Regions from separate parts of the Mus musculus genome. Here region 1 is linked to region 2. The links are chromatin contacts, called in public HiChIP or PLAC-seq maps. All regions are on one chromosome and are shown on one strand. Each heading gives the region's core, a stretch centred on a gene start, on an enhancer-like site or on the middle of the called end of the contact. The rest is flanking DNA. Distances are from core to core; before and after follow the strand shown. Region 1 overlaps Gm33557 (a long non-coding RNA gene). Region 2 overlaps Oxr1 (oxidation resistance 1).

The links. HiChIP or PLAC-seq counts read pairs in DNA pulled down with a chosen protein or histone mark.
Region 1: a contact with region 2 is called in a FOXA1 HiChIP or PLAC-seq map of pancreatic cancer cells. The contact joins two enhancer-like sites. A contact is called at or near these places in 2 of 115 datasets of contacts at active chromatin or transcription factors (embryonic stem cells and pancreatic cancer cells).

Annotation. Positions count from the first base shown.
Region 1 is chr15:41,285,440-41,292,761 of GRCm38.p6, forward strand. Gm33557 (a long non-coding RNA gene) reads right to left here. Exons shown (of 6, transcript XR_875321.1): 3 at 3,918-3,999. Among named protein-coding and RNA genes, the nearest start is that of Gm33557, 11 kb to the right of the region's middle. Within about 2 kb of position 1,577, at least 22 of the 459 cell types and tissues checked have an H3K27ac peak or open chromatin away from gene starts, as enhancers often do. A contact at or near this core is called in pancreatic cancer cells, where this site is marked.
Region 2 is chr15:41,655,447-41,661,933 of GRCm38.p6, forward strand. All of the region lies in intron 3 of Oxr1 (oxidation resistance 1), which reads left to right. Among named protein-coding and RNA genes, the nearest start is that of Abra, 210 kb to the right of the region's middle. Within about 2 kb of position 1,840, at least 18 of the 459 cell types and tissues checked have an H3K27ac peak or open chromatin away from gene starts, as enhancers often do. A contact at or near this core is called in pancreatic cancer cells, where this site is marked.

The DNA of each region.
Region 1 (7,322 bases), core at 327-2,826, 370 kb before region 2:
GAACTCACTTTGTAGACCAGGCTGGCCTCGAACTCAGAAATCCACCTGCCTCTGCCTCCCAAGTGCTGGGATTAAAGGCGTGCGCCACCACCGCCTGGCAACAAATGTTTTTGGATGTGGTCATTCCAATCTCAGAAGTTCATTTTAAAAATAAAACCCATTTACTCTTTTTCCACAAAGAAACACAGTACATGTATAATGACTAAATGTCACAAAAAGTCTAATTGCTTAACATTAGATGATATAAGTCAAACACGTCAGATAAGCTGCCTGGGAGGCCGGAAGAGGAGTCATCTGCATGATGAGGAAGCATAGGAACTTTTAAAGCTTTCTCAGTACTGTTTGGAAAGGCTAAAGATGGGATGAATAACTGGTTCTTCTCAAAGCAAAGCCCAGATGCCAGTAAAAGCAAGACAGAACAGCATGTGGCCTGTCACAGAGCTAGGCAGGATTCTGGACCATGCAGAGATCCTCAGCACAGGAAATAAATGTGGACTGTATTTAAATTAAAATGTAAATCGATCTGTTTTTTGAGCTCAGTCCCACTGCTGTGGAGAAAATGGATTAGAGAATATCCAATGGGGCAAAATGCTTATGGTTTCTGTTAAATAACAAAACTATGTCATCCACTGAACTACCATCTATCAGATAATGAATATCACTGTATCTCTTCTGTTTAGGTGGTCTTCCTAAACTATGTAGCTGGCCAATAGACGACAGTCAAGTTTAAAAAAGACTTGCCAGAATTTTTTGGACCAGCCAGCAGGTGAAAAATGACACACAGAGACTTACTAATTTTATGATAGCTTATGCCTTAGCTTAGGCTGCCTCCCAGCTAGGTTCTCTAACTTAATTAACACCACTATTCTAGTCCCCATCCCACTACATGGTCCGGTACCTCTCTCACTCCAGGTACATCTGACCTCTTGTCCTGCTGACAAATTTTCTCCTGCCTCATTCTTCTCTCAGAGATCCTCTCTCAGACCAGAAGTCCCACTTTCCCTTTCCTGCCCAGCTATTGGCTGTTTATATCTCTATTAAACCAATCAGAGGCTGAGGGATGAAGAATGTTTACAGGATATGGTGCAGGTGCAGAGTCATAAGTAAACAATAGCAAAGTCTGCCAGTACTCAGCCCAGAATTAACAATTTAGTACTTAGCTAGCAAATTAATAATTGGATAATACAAAGACAACCCTCACACAGTACACCCCATCCCATGACTCCCAGAGAACCTGCCATTTGTGTATGCACCAGTGGCTGTATAAGAGGACTCTGTTCAATGTCACAAACTTCCTTTCCTTTTAAATTCCATGGGATGGATTTCTGCTCAGTTTTCTATGTCTAGGGCATTCCTGAGATGGAAAGCATAAGGAAGGGCCTAGTGGCCTAGGATTCTACTTTGCTTGGGCTCTGCACGCACCACTCTCTAACAATGCACCTAGCAATCTTAGACTCCCACTTCCATGATGCTGTACGTATACCAACTTCAAACAGTGGCATGGATTCCTTCCCCTGGCGAACCAACAGTTACCCTTTTCCCATTCACACCCATACCCTTTTCCTGTTCACACCCATCTGGAAACACATTCCAGGACGATGAGTCAGTCCAGCCTGGGCTGATTTGGTGAGTATGAGCAGCAAGACAACTTTTGTCATCTGTTTGAACTTTTTGACTTTTGGGGAACTATATTTACTATCTTATGCATAATCAGATATACATATAATTAACATCAGAAGCGTTTTTAGGAAAGGACATGGGCAGTACAGATAAACTTAAATAATGCAAGCTTATCAATCTAAACAGACAGTCACCCTCTCTATGTCTCCTTCCAACCAAACCTCCCATTCTCCTGAACTCCATGAAAGGAAATTTCAAGCAATAACTAGACCTCAGGATTCCTTTCACACTCAGTACTTCTCTGCTCACCTGCAAGTTATTTCTGACCCATTCTATCATTTTGCTTTTAAGTAAAGATTCCTTAGTGCCTTATAATCTGTGTGCCACTTCTCTAAGAGCCTGGGAGTAACTGGTTTAGACAGCAACCACCACTCTCAGTTACATCAATGGTGTGGGTTTTCAGTTACCTTGTTTTTTGGTCTTTTTGTTATTTTTGTCTTTTTTATTTTTCAGAGCTGAGGACTGAACCCAAGGCCTTGTGCTTGCTGGGCAAGTGCTCTACCACTGAGCTAAATCCCCAACCCCGAGGCCTGGGTTTTCTAAACCTCAAAGCCCACCACTAATGACATACCTCCTCAACAAGGTCACACTGCCTCCAATATGGCCACACCTCCTGATCCATCTCAAAAAGCCCCCCCCACCACCACCACCAATTAGGGACCAAGCATTTCAATATGTGAGTCTAGAAGGGCCATTCTCACTCAAACTACCACACAACTATTTGCCTCTTTAAAGACTAAGATTAAAAAGAAACAGTTTTTTCTTTATATTTAAAAAAAGCAGTTAATGTCTTCCTATACTCATGACTTTGGCTTAATTTGACAGCAAATACTTTTCTCAGCTTCTTGGGGAATGGTTGAGAGGAAGTTAATTATGTTTCTATGGTGGTGGACCTTTGGGAGGAAAGAAAAACCTTATATCTGTCTCCCTCATTCTGTAATATCCTTTCTAACTAATGATACAAATTGACCTAAATCAACCAAATTAGCAGAAAACATGTAGGAGGTTAGAGTATATGCCCTTGTGTGATTGCTACTGCAAAATTATGAAACACATCCAATTTTAAACCAAACTTGAAGTGAGGTGAGTAGATGTTAAGTAATTCCGTATACCCTCTCAAAATGTTTCAGTGACAAATTCCATCTTAAACAGTTAGATGATTATAAACCCTGAAATTAAATTTCAGGATGAATAATTAAGCACAGTTCTTCAGAGTCTCCAGAAGAAATCACATTTATCTACAGCACAAACACTTGAAGTAATCGATTGGGAGTCAATTGGCAAGGCACTGAAGAATAATTTTCAATTCTGAAGGAGCCATTTTCACTTCAGCTGGCATGATGTGCCTAATAAATAGCCCCTCTTGGTTCCATTTGGGAGTGAAGGTGGATTGTTTCCTTTGTTCTGGAAGTGTTGTTTTGTTTTTCAATGTGTGTGTATGTGCGCAAATGCATGTGTGTGTGTGTGTGTGTATTTGCATGTGTGCCTGTGTGTGTGCATGTGTGTGTGTGTGCTCATGTGAATTCAGGTTCCTGTAAAGGCCATAAAAATGTGTTTTATCCCTTAAAGCTGGAGTAACAGATGGTTGTGAGTCACTAATTATGAGTGCTGGGCACCAAACTTTGGTTGTCTGCAAAAACATTATCTGATCTTAAAGCTGACCCACCTCTCTAGCCCTTGTTCTGGTATTGCTCCACAATGTGGTGAGTAAGTCCTCATTTGCCTTTAAAAAACTCTTGTATAAGACAGTTCAACCTAACTTGTAAAACCGTGTGAACTGTAATTTCCTAAAAAGGCCATATGTCACACGCCTTGAAGATTCCTGAAGAGTGGGAGGTGTGAGTATATATCCATAATTGAAGATTTGGAATTTTTGCAGATCCTGAACAAAAACACCTTGGGCTATCTTCAGTACCTTCTATTGACACTTACTGGCAATATAAGTAAGTGACCTATAAGACCTAGTATCATTTTAAATATCAGGTAGAACTTTTAGAATATATTAACTTAGCTGACTACTAGTTTCTTCTGGCCCTTAACCTAAGACTGTTACAATGTAGAAAAGATTTCTTGTCATTGACCTTACCTCTGATACCCACCAAAGTATTTGTAGCTTTACTTTTTTCGGTGGCTATAACCTCATCTGCAGTGGAACATGTCATTTGGGACAACATGAATTTATTCTCAGGTCATACAGGTAATACATAGTTGACCCAGAAGAAACCATCTCTTCTCACCTTGAGGGCCATAGGTAGGTTCACATCACTGATAGCAGCTGAGATCAAAGTCCTTCCCATTTACATGACTGTCCTTTTAGAGCTACGATTAAAAACAATGAAAAGGTAATGTTAAAATTTTACTCTAGAGTTCAGGAGATAGCCAGTGTGATAGTATTACCCAGAGCACAAGTCATGACTTTTGAGAAAAAGAAAGCAAAACAAAAGAAATAATAATTTAACTGTGACTCACAGCAACTGAGTTAGTTCATTGGTCTAGTTAGTAGGGAAGTAGGGAAAGAACAAAAAAAGATTATGTCACAGTTTTTACTTTATAGGAATAGTCACTCATTGTATTTATCCCATGGACATTTAGAAAAGAGCTAAACATGGACCACAGGATCCCATGTCAGCATCTATATCAACACTAGTCCTAACTCTAAGTTACCTCAGACTAGTAACCTTCACTCTCAGTTTTATTAGTTATAATATAGAAAGGGTAAGTTAGCTGTGCTCACCCTTCCTTCTGGCTCTTCAAGGCCTGTAATTCTCAGTGTACTGGTTGTCACCAAAGGCAAAGAGAGCATCTGTCCTTCTCCATTCCTGGCCTCTTGCTTTCTCCCTGTTCTGCAGTCCTAGTGTTCACAAAGTGACCAGTGTTCCCCCCTGCTCTGTTCATTGATTCTGCTCTTCTGGGAGGCCAGGATCCCACAGAACCACAACAATACACAGCTCTTCTACATCTTTGTTTTACTGGTGTGAGAACTGTTTTGGACTTTTCACTGGTTAGTTTTTGACAGCTTGACATAGACTAGAGTCACTTGGAAAGAGGGAACATCAGTGCCTCCATCAGCTTGGCCTAAGGGCAAGACTATAGAACATTTTTTTTTCATTAAAGATTAATGTGGGAGGACCTGGTCCACTGTGGCAGTGTCGCCCCTAGGCAGACAGCCTTGTATCATGTTTGAAAGCGAGCTGAGCAAGCTATGGAGAGCCATGCCTCTACAGTTGTTGCTTCCAGGTTCCTGCCTTGGCCTTTTGCCCTGACTTCCCTCCATGATGGACTTCAAACAAACTCTCACCACCCCTAAGTTGTTTTTTGGTAGATGTTTTATTACAACAAATGCTAAACAAGCTAGGGCAGATCTCTACATCTATACGGAATAGATGTACAGTGTCTGAAGCCATTAGCTTTAAAGTAACCTGGTAATACTGGTTCTCCTAACATCAGTGTAGTACCACTATTGTATATGCAAAACAGTTTGCTGTTTTCCAAACACGTGCTTCCTTCTAAATGTGGAAAAATAGGGGAAATGGCTGTAGCCATGAATTCCATTTTCTGGCCTCTTGAACCTAGCAAAGCCATGCAATCAACTGTGGTTTCTTCTTGTGTCAAAGTAATTTTATATATATATACACACACACATACACATATATACATATATGTATATATATTCTAATTATACAATATAATGTAATATATAATTATATTGAAGTATATACTATATACTATATAAATAAATCATATATATATATGTATATATATATATATGAATGGCTTGAGCAATATGTGTAAAGGTTTACTTCCAAGGCAGCAGTCATTTTTATAGCAGAGGCATTGTCTGTCACTAAATTCACATCTGTTGCATTTTACTAGGCAACTAGCTGGAAGCATCCCTCCATATTGTCATCCTTTTATCTCTTCAGGAAATTGCAAGTGTTTCCTTAGCGATTTATAGGCCTGCCTCTGAGAGTTACCCCTTTAATATCCTCTAATCTTCCTGCTGATATGATCTATAAATGCTCCAAAGCCTCGGGGCCATCCATTACTGAACTATGAAACCACTAGATATTTCAAGCTTTTGACCTGGGGCATCCAGTATGACAGTAAATAGGATTACAGCAAGTTCCAAGAGGAAGAAGCTTGGTTCTCAACTGCTGCTGTCATGCATGGACTGGACCCCCTGGCGTTGCCTTTATTTTACTTAATGAGGCTATCACCACATTATGTGAGGCTATCCCCTCTCTGTTTGTCTGTCCTTCTTAGTATTCAACATGATTTACAGATGGTATGTGAATACAAGCAATTACTTCAGTAGGAACTGTAAAAAATGGTGATTTAAAAAAAAACCAAAATATTAGTCTTCCAAGGAAAATTATGTCAGTGAATATCACATGTCTGATGCACTATACAGCTATGATTCTGTACAAACTCTGTTCAGACTCTGAGTGCTCTCCTTTAGGGCCAGAAACATGTTATAGCACAGCTATGAGCCTCAGGAATGAAGAATTCTACTCTTAAGTAAATTTTGGAAACCTTAAATGTTAATGATTTTAGCACACTGCTTTATTTAACTTTATTGGAATTTTTTATATGTATTCAAACTAATATAGTCAAATTGTCCAAATATATTTGACCATCTATTTGCACAGGTACATGTAAATATGTATAGTTTTTACACACACACACACACACACACACACACACACACACACACCCATACCCCCCACCCTATATATACACTCATCATTTCCTAAAACTTTCTATAGATTTCTTACTGGCAATGCTTAGCTGGTGGATGAGATTCTTTCTGGTATATTATATATAATATTTGTTGTTTTTATCTCCTTGACTGATTTGCTTTGCCTTAACTGCCTATGTATTTTCAAAATTAGAAAAGTAGAAAATCCAGGAGTATTTTCTAGGTTACTGTGTTGATTTGTCCAAGGTTTCAAATATTTTGAATTTTGTCTTTTGAATTCAGTGTATATTGAATTCAAATGAACAGTATTCCAGTGCTTTTGAGTCTGGTATCTCCATGTAAAATCTAGAGACAATGTCTATCAACTTGCCTGGTAACACTGCACGCTGTTGGTATATTAATATTAACTTTCAAAGAGACATCTTTACTATGAATAAATTGATTCACAAAAAAACTAAAAGAAAGAAAATTAGAAAGTAAGATTGAAGCTACACAGGACCCAGCAGTAGAGAAAAAGAGTAGTGTTGTAAGCAGCTCTGTTTCTCTGGCTGTGAAATTTGGTAGAGTACTGTCCCTGCCTCTGCAATCTAGTAGGTTTGTGCTCCTGGACATGTCCTATTTCAGTTTCTCCTCTGTGAAATGAGGAAATAGCCTAATTTATAAGTAGATTATGAAAAGTGAATGATAGTGTAGGCTAACTACACAACATCTGATTAGCAGGAGATGGTATTATGTACTCCTTTGATTTGACTTCTCTTACCAGATAAGGCATTTATAATGGATCTATTTTCCATAGTGTCTAGAAGATGGTGCCTCACCATAATTATACATCTTCCTTTTGTGTAATTGGCTGGCCTAGCATCTATTTCTGCAGCTATTTCTTATCTGGCTTTTGTTATACTGCACATTCTGATTCTAGAGTCTCCAAAATTGGGAATCTGCA
Region 2 (6,487 bases), core at 590-3,089:
GTATTGGGTGCACTTGTCTATGTTGTACATGCACTTGTGCATATGTATATTCGCTGTACTTACTTGTGTGTGTATGTGCTTGTGCATGTGTGTATTGGCTGTACATACCTGTGTGTATATGCTTGCCCATGTATATGTTGAGTAGACTTACCTGTGTGTGTACATGGAAATCCAGAGGTTGACTTCAAGTGTCTTTTTTATTGTTCTCCATCTCACTTTATGAAACAGGATATCACCAAGACTGGCTTATCTCTACCCGACTAAGTACAAGTGTTACAGGCATGTCCTACCACACCTAGTTTTTGTGTAGTTCATGGGGATCTAAACTCTCATGCTTGTGCTGAAAGCACTTCACCCCCTGAGCCATCTTCCCAGCCTCATGGCAAATTTTTAATTCATGAATTTGCAATGGTTTGATTTCTTATCAGTTTCAAAAACATGTTTAATTACTGTGTTGAAAGAGTTGTTTGGATTCTCAGCTTTAATTTGTCTCTGTAACCTCTCTTCTAATTTGACTCTCAAAGCATTATTTTTAAAACTAAAATATATCAACTATGTAACTGAAAGTTCATTTCATAAAACAAATCTATTTCCGTATCCCTTCATTTAAAAAGTACCGTTAGTAAAAAAACAACAGCATTTTAAAACTCCATGTGTGTTACAGTTCTCTTCTGCAATGGGGCAGAAAGAAAAGGGGATTTATTAGAATGACTGACAGACTGTGGTGGACTGTCCCGTCTGCTCTTGACCAGCAAGAACAACACGACACAGTCGGATTCTTGCCTCGATACTTCTATGGGACCCCAGGCGCCCAGGGAGGCCTGCTTATATGCACCCCAGCACAGGAGAAGGCTCTGTGGCCCCCTCTGATTGGTCAGTCAGCCGGCACTCAATTTGCATGCACCCACTTGGGAAGGGTTGGCACCAAATTTGAATTGACGCCTGCGCAGTGGTGTTGTTTATGACAAAGGCAACCGGAAACCGGCACCATCTTGGAGTTGGCTTCCCACAGTGGACCACAGTCCAACAATGGCTAGCTACTGAGAGAAAGTCTAAGTTTTCAGTAATTGTTCAGTCTGCAAGTCTGGGTGTCTCAGTTGGTCTTCAGTATACTCCAGAATCCCACAAAAGTGGACTCTAATGCCGGTGAAGGAACGGACTCTCCAGTGTGAGCCAGAGGAAGCAGGCAAATAGCAAAAGTTTCTTTCTTCCTTGGTCATTATCTAGTCTGCCATGGCTGGAAGGTGTAGCCCAGATTTAAGGTGGAACTTCTTCTCTCAAAGAATCAGGATTTAGGGTGGGTCTTCACATTTCTAAAGATCCAATCTAGAGAACTCCCTCACAGGTGTACCTAGCCACTTGGCTTTTAGCTAATTGACGATGGAGTGCGGATGACAATCATGAATAGCCATCACAGGATGAATTAGGAATTTCATATTCCAGAATAAAATAAGTCCCTCTATCCTATCTCAGGTAATCCTCAGAACAATTCTGTTACACTCTGTCTATACAGATGAGGAATCATGTCTAAAAGATGCAGAAGAGGTAAACATGAACCATACATGACAGGCTCTGCAGGCAAAATTCGTTCCCCATTTTAGGCCTGAAGAGGCAGATCTGTCATTGAACAGGAGGACAGCCATTCCTCATAGGGGTTGAACAGAGATAGTCTATGGGTGACATAGTACAGTGACATTTCTAGAGGTAACACAGTGTCCTAAATAATCTCATGGAAAGAAACTGTACCCATCAACCTGTAGACCAGCCAGCCAATATGCCCTTTCTTTGCAGGGTACCTTTCAGTGTCTCAATTCAGGATTTGTACAACTGAAAATCCCAGGGATCCCTCTGGTGGTACAGTGCAGTACTACAACTAAGTCGATCCCTGGCCCTCTACAATTCACTGTATTTGAATCAAGCTGGAAGAATTTTTATTTTAAGAAAAGCTAGAACAATTTGAAATGCCTCTTTAGGTTAATGAGAGATGTAAATAGCTTCTCTAGGAATTGATTTTTGACCTCAGTTATCTTTCACAAACTTCTGTATAGCATCTATTTCCTACTGAGAGAACCTTAAGAAATAGATTATGCCTTCTTTGCACACATGGCTGTCCTTAATTAACCCTAATAGAAGGTGTTCATTAAAAGTAGCATCATATCAAAAATTGATAGCATGCAAACTCACTTTTTATAGAACAATCAGTCTTTGAATTCGTATAATAAAATTTCACTTATTTAGAATAAGTAGAGGGAAAGCTAGCTACTCTGTCTATATGAAGCCTCAATCTTCATTTGAACCTTTAAAAAGTAAAAATAAGTCACTAGATGAGTACTGCATTTTAGGTAAGAATGTCTCACTCTCCCCTCTCCCCTCTCCCCTCTCTCCCCTCTCCCCTCTCTCCCCTCTCCCCTTTCTCCCCTCTCTCCCCTCTCCCCTCTCTCCCCTCTCCCCTCTCTCCCCTCTCTCCTCTCTCCCCTCTCCCCTTTCTCCCCTCTCTCCCCTCTCCCTTCTCTCCCCTCCCCCCCCTCCCCTCTCTCCCCTCCCCCCCCCCTCTCTCTCTGTGTCTGTGTATTCTGCTCTGTTCTGCCCTAGACAGCTTCTCTTGCTACTCATAAAACTCTGGTTGAGGCAGCTCTCTCTTCAGGTAAAAATTCTACAAGATATCTGGATAGCTCATGTTTTTCTGACCAATGTTAGAAAAACTGCTACAAAAGAACTATTAAGTCATCTGACCAAGTCAGAAATCCTGTTAAGAAAAAAACTCATCAAGAGCCGCTTTGCTCTCCAAAGATCTCCAGACTGCTCAGCTCTCACTAGCGAAAATTATAGAGAACTGCTACCACTTTCTGCTAGTTCATCCCATGAAGACCAAAAGCCATTTTTAAATTTACATATCAATTCAGTTCTTTATTCCAGGCTCCCTTTTGATTATTCTATGAATCTACATACTGGTGGCCCCAGCCCTTTGATTCTTAGGAAACAGCAAGCATAAGTTTTCTTTTAAGATAGCAAAATCATTTAGAGATCTGATTGCCTCAGTTACACAAAGACGCTAAACTAGCTGGGTGGGACCCTATCCTGAAATTACCATATGTACCACACCTGGGGCTAACCTTGCCATGTCCCAGGCTGACCTTGAACTCAGGAATCTGCCTATATTTGTATCTGCTTGCCTTTGTATCTTTCTGATAAGTTGACTCATTAATGCAACTCCCTTTGTTCCTTTAGATTCATGAAGTTCTCATAATTCATATTGCGTCCTTATTTTTGCATAGTTGAGAAATTATATATTTTCAAACTCATGTATTTAGAGCTCTTCTCCATAACCTTTAGGGCTGAAAGTCCCAGTGCTTGCCATTTGCTGAGACATAGCCACACCTTCACCTCCTGGACTCCTGCTGTCTGATTATCAAGGAGTCAATAACATTAACAGAGAAACCATTCCTCGGAGGAATGTGAAATAATATACATTGTTACACAAACAAGTGTTATGCCACTACAGTCATCAATACTGCTGGAGGCTCACACTGGGATTCTGTCCTAGGGGCAGGAACCAAGTCTCTCTGTCCCCACCAGGGCCACGCCTGCTCAGCAGCCAAAGAAAGTCAAAAGCTTGTGGGTTCAGCTGGGTGGAGTATAGTGAAATTAAATATCAGAGAGAATTTAACAAATTCTAGAATGTCTACAGTTTTTATTTTTCTAAATATAGCTGTTGTCTGTCTAGAAGAGTATAGATGTCACTTTGCCTCTGTAGAATGTCAAGATTAGCAGACATTCAAAGTGACTTTAATCAGTTGACAGTTGAAGTATGGTCACTCAGTGGGGTCTCTCTCTCTCTCTCTCCCTCTCTCTCTCTCTCTCTCTCCCCCCCCCCAAAGACTTTAAATTCAAACTCCATTTTAGAGAACCTGACCTAAGTTTGAACTCAGGTAGACTAACTGCTAACTAGCATTAGTTTCCAAGTTGTCCCCAAGAAAGCCTGAGCCTAGCTTCAGTCTCTAGGCTAATCCCCAACAAGAGCAGAGTTTCTAGGTAATTCCCCCAACAAACCTGCACCCCCAGGTTACAAGACCTAATGGTCCCTTCCTAATGACCACCAATGCAGAGTAGAGCAGAAGTAAAGTTTATGATCTGACTCCCAGCACCAGACAACTAGGTTGAAGGCCACAACAGCTTTCCAATTAGATGCTTATGCATGTACTCCCTGCTTACTGCTTACTATAAAGCTTTGCCCCAATAGACAGTCTGGGCTCCCCGACCACCAAAACTGGCCTGTGTGCTGGTGGTGCGTAGGGGGTGGGGGTAGTGGGTGAATTAGCTCAAATAGAATAAAGACCCTGCTGTGAGTTGCATCTGATTAGCTCTTGTGTGTGTTTTTTGGGGATTACTAACATTTTCCTGGTCTCTCTCTCTCTCTCTCCCTCTCTCCCTCCCTCCCTCTCTCCCTCTCTCCATCTCTCCCTCTCTCCCTCTCTCCTCCCTCTCTCTGTCACAAGAGCAGTCAGATTATTGAAGAGGAACTTGATCTCGCAGATGAATGTTTAAGTAGGACCTCCTCACTCCTCCTAGCTAAATGACCATAAATAGGCTATTTAGGGTGTCAAAGCTCATTGTCTTTCATTGGAAAAGGAAACAAATCTGATACTTACTGAAAGGGTTGCTTTGAGATATAAATGAAAATATTATGTATGAAGTGCTTATAATAGCCCCTGGAGCTTAAAGATTCCAATAAATGTAAGTGAACTTCTTGCATGTGTAATGGAGGTAGCATGGCCCTGCCCTCATGAACCAAACTTCCTATCTTGATAACGTGCAGAGTTTGTCCATTTTTTCCCTGTTGAAAATCATACAGTGTCTCTCATTCCTATCAAGATGAAGTTGATACTCTATAAAATGCCCATGTCCTGGCTCTGCCTACTTTGCATCTTCATTACAAATCCCAACCCTGTAATCCCGGAGTATCAAATACTTTATAGTGTAGTATCCCCAAAATGCCAATATTTTATATGTATTGTGTTCAGTATCCTCCAGCTAGCTTTCTACCATCTTCTCTTTTAGCTTCTGAACAACTTTTGTTAGGGTTTGGGAATTGATAACGACCCCAGACTCAAATACAATAACAGAGCATTTACTCTGCAGAAACAGCCAGCAAAATGGCAATGACCCCAGACAAAGGCATGCAGGCCTTCTTTTTTTTTTTTAAGATTTATTTATTTATTATATATGTAAGTACACTGTAGCTGTCTTCAGACACACCAGAAGAGGGAGTCAGATCTCGTTACGGATGGTTGTGAGCCACCATGTGGTTGCTGGGATTTGAACTCAGGACCTTCGAAAGAGCAGTCGGGTGCTCTTACCTGCTGAGCCATCTCTCCAGCCCTGCATGCAGGCCTTCTTATAGGAAACTGGGGGAACTGTCTAGAAGAATTAGGTAATCTCTAATGTGATTGGTAGGGGCTAAAGCCTTGATATTAATATAATTTTGATTGGCTACTATGATAGGGTTAGGTAATCTCAAACTTCATTGGTGGGTGCTGGGATGGCCCAGATGGACTGCATTCCTTTGTCACGTATGATTAACTACCAGATATACTGCCCAGCACAGATGTTCTATCCTGAGATAAGGTATCTCCCATTCATGTGGCCATCTTCAGGCTTTTACTTGGGTGGGGGATTTTATTGTCTTGTTCCTGTGTTTTGGGATCCGCTGCTGGAGCAAGTGGCTTATGGCCTAGTTTCTGAGTGGAGACAAAATGGAATTAATAGAACTCTCCACTTTATGGATTTAGCCTAAACTTTCCATGTATCTGATTGTTTTTTCTGAAAGGCTGATTAACATGAACAGATTTCAAAGCATTTAACAGACACTGTCTAATGTGTATTCTTTTAATGCACTAATTATGATCTTTCTGCAAGGAAAATAAGTTATATCATCTTTGCTATAAACCATTCTACAGGGTTACATCCTTAAAAGTTGAATAGTTTATTCATGATTCGGTAGTTTTAATATGTTTGGCCCATGGGAATTAGTACTATTAGGATAGGTGACCTTGTTGGAGGAAGTGTGTCACTGTGTAGGCAGGCTCTAGGACAACTAGTGTTCAAGCTTTGCCCAGTATAGAAGAGACTCTCCTCATGGCTGACTTTGGGTCAAGATGTAGAATTCTTGGTTCTCCCAGCACCAAGTCTGCCTGCATATTGCCATGCTTCCCACCATGATGATAATGGACTGAACCTCTGAAACTTGTAAGCAAACCTAAATTAAGTGTTTTCCATTATAAGAGTTGCCTTGGTCATGGTGTCTCTTCGTGGCAATGAAGCCCTAACTAAGGCAGAAAGAGGTTGGTACTAGGGGCTGAGGTACCTGTGGTAGAAGTGACCATTTTTTTGTTTGGAGGAATATTGATTTGGGGACTTTGGAAAGCAATTGAATGCTTTGCGTGGGACCTAATAGGCCATACTGGTAGAAGCAGGAAAGACAGTGGTG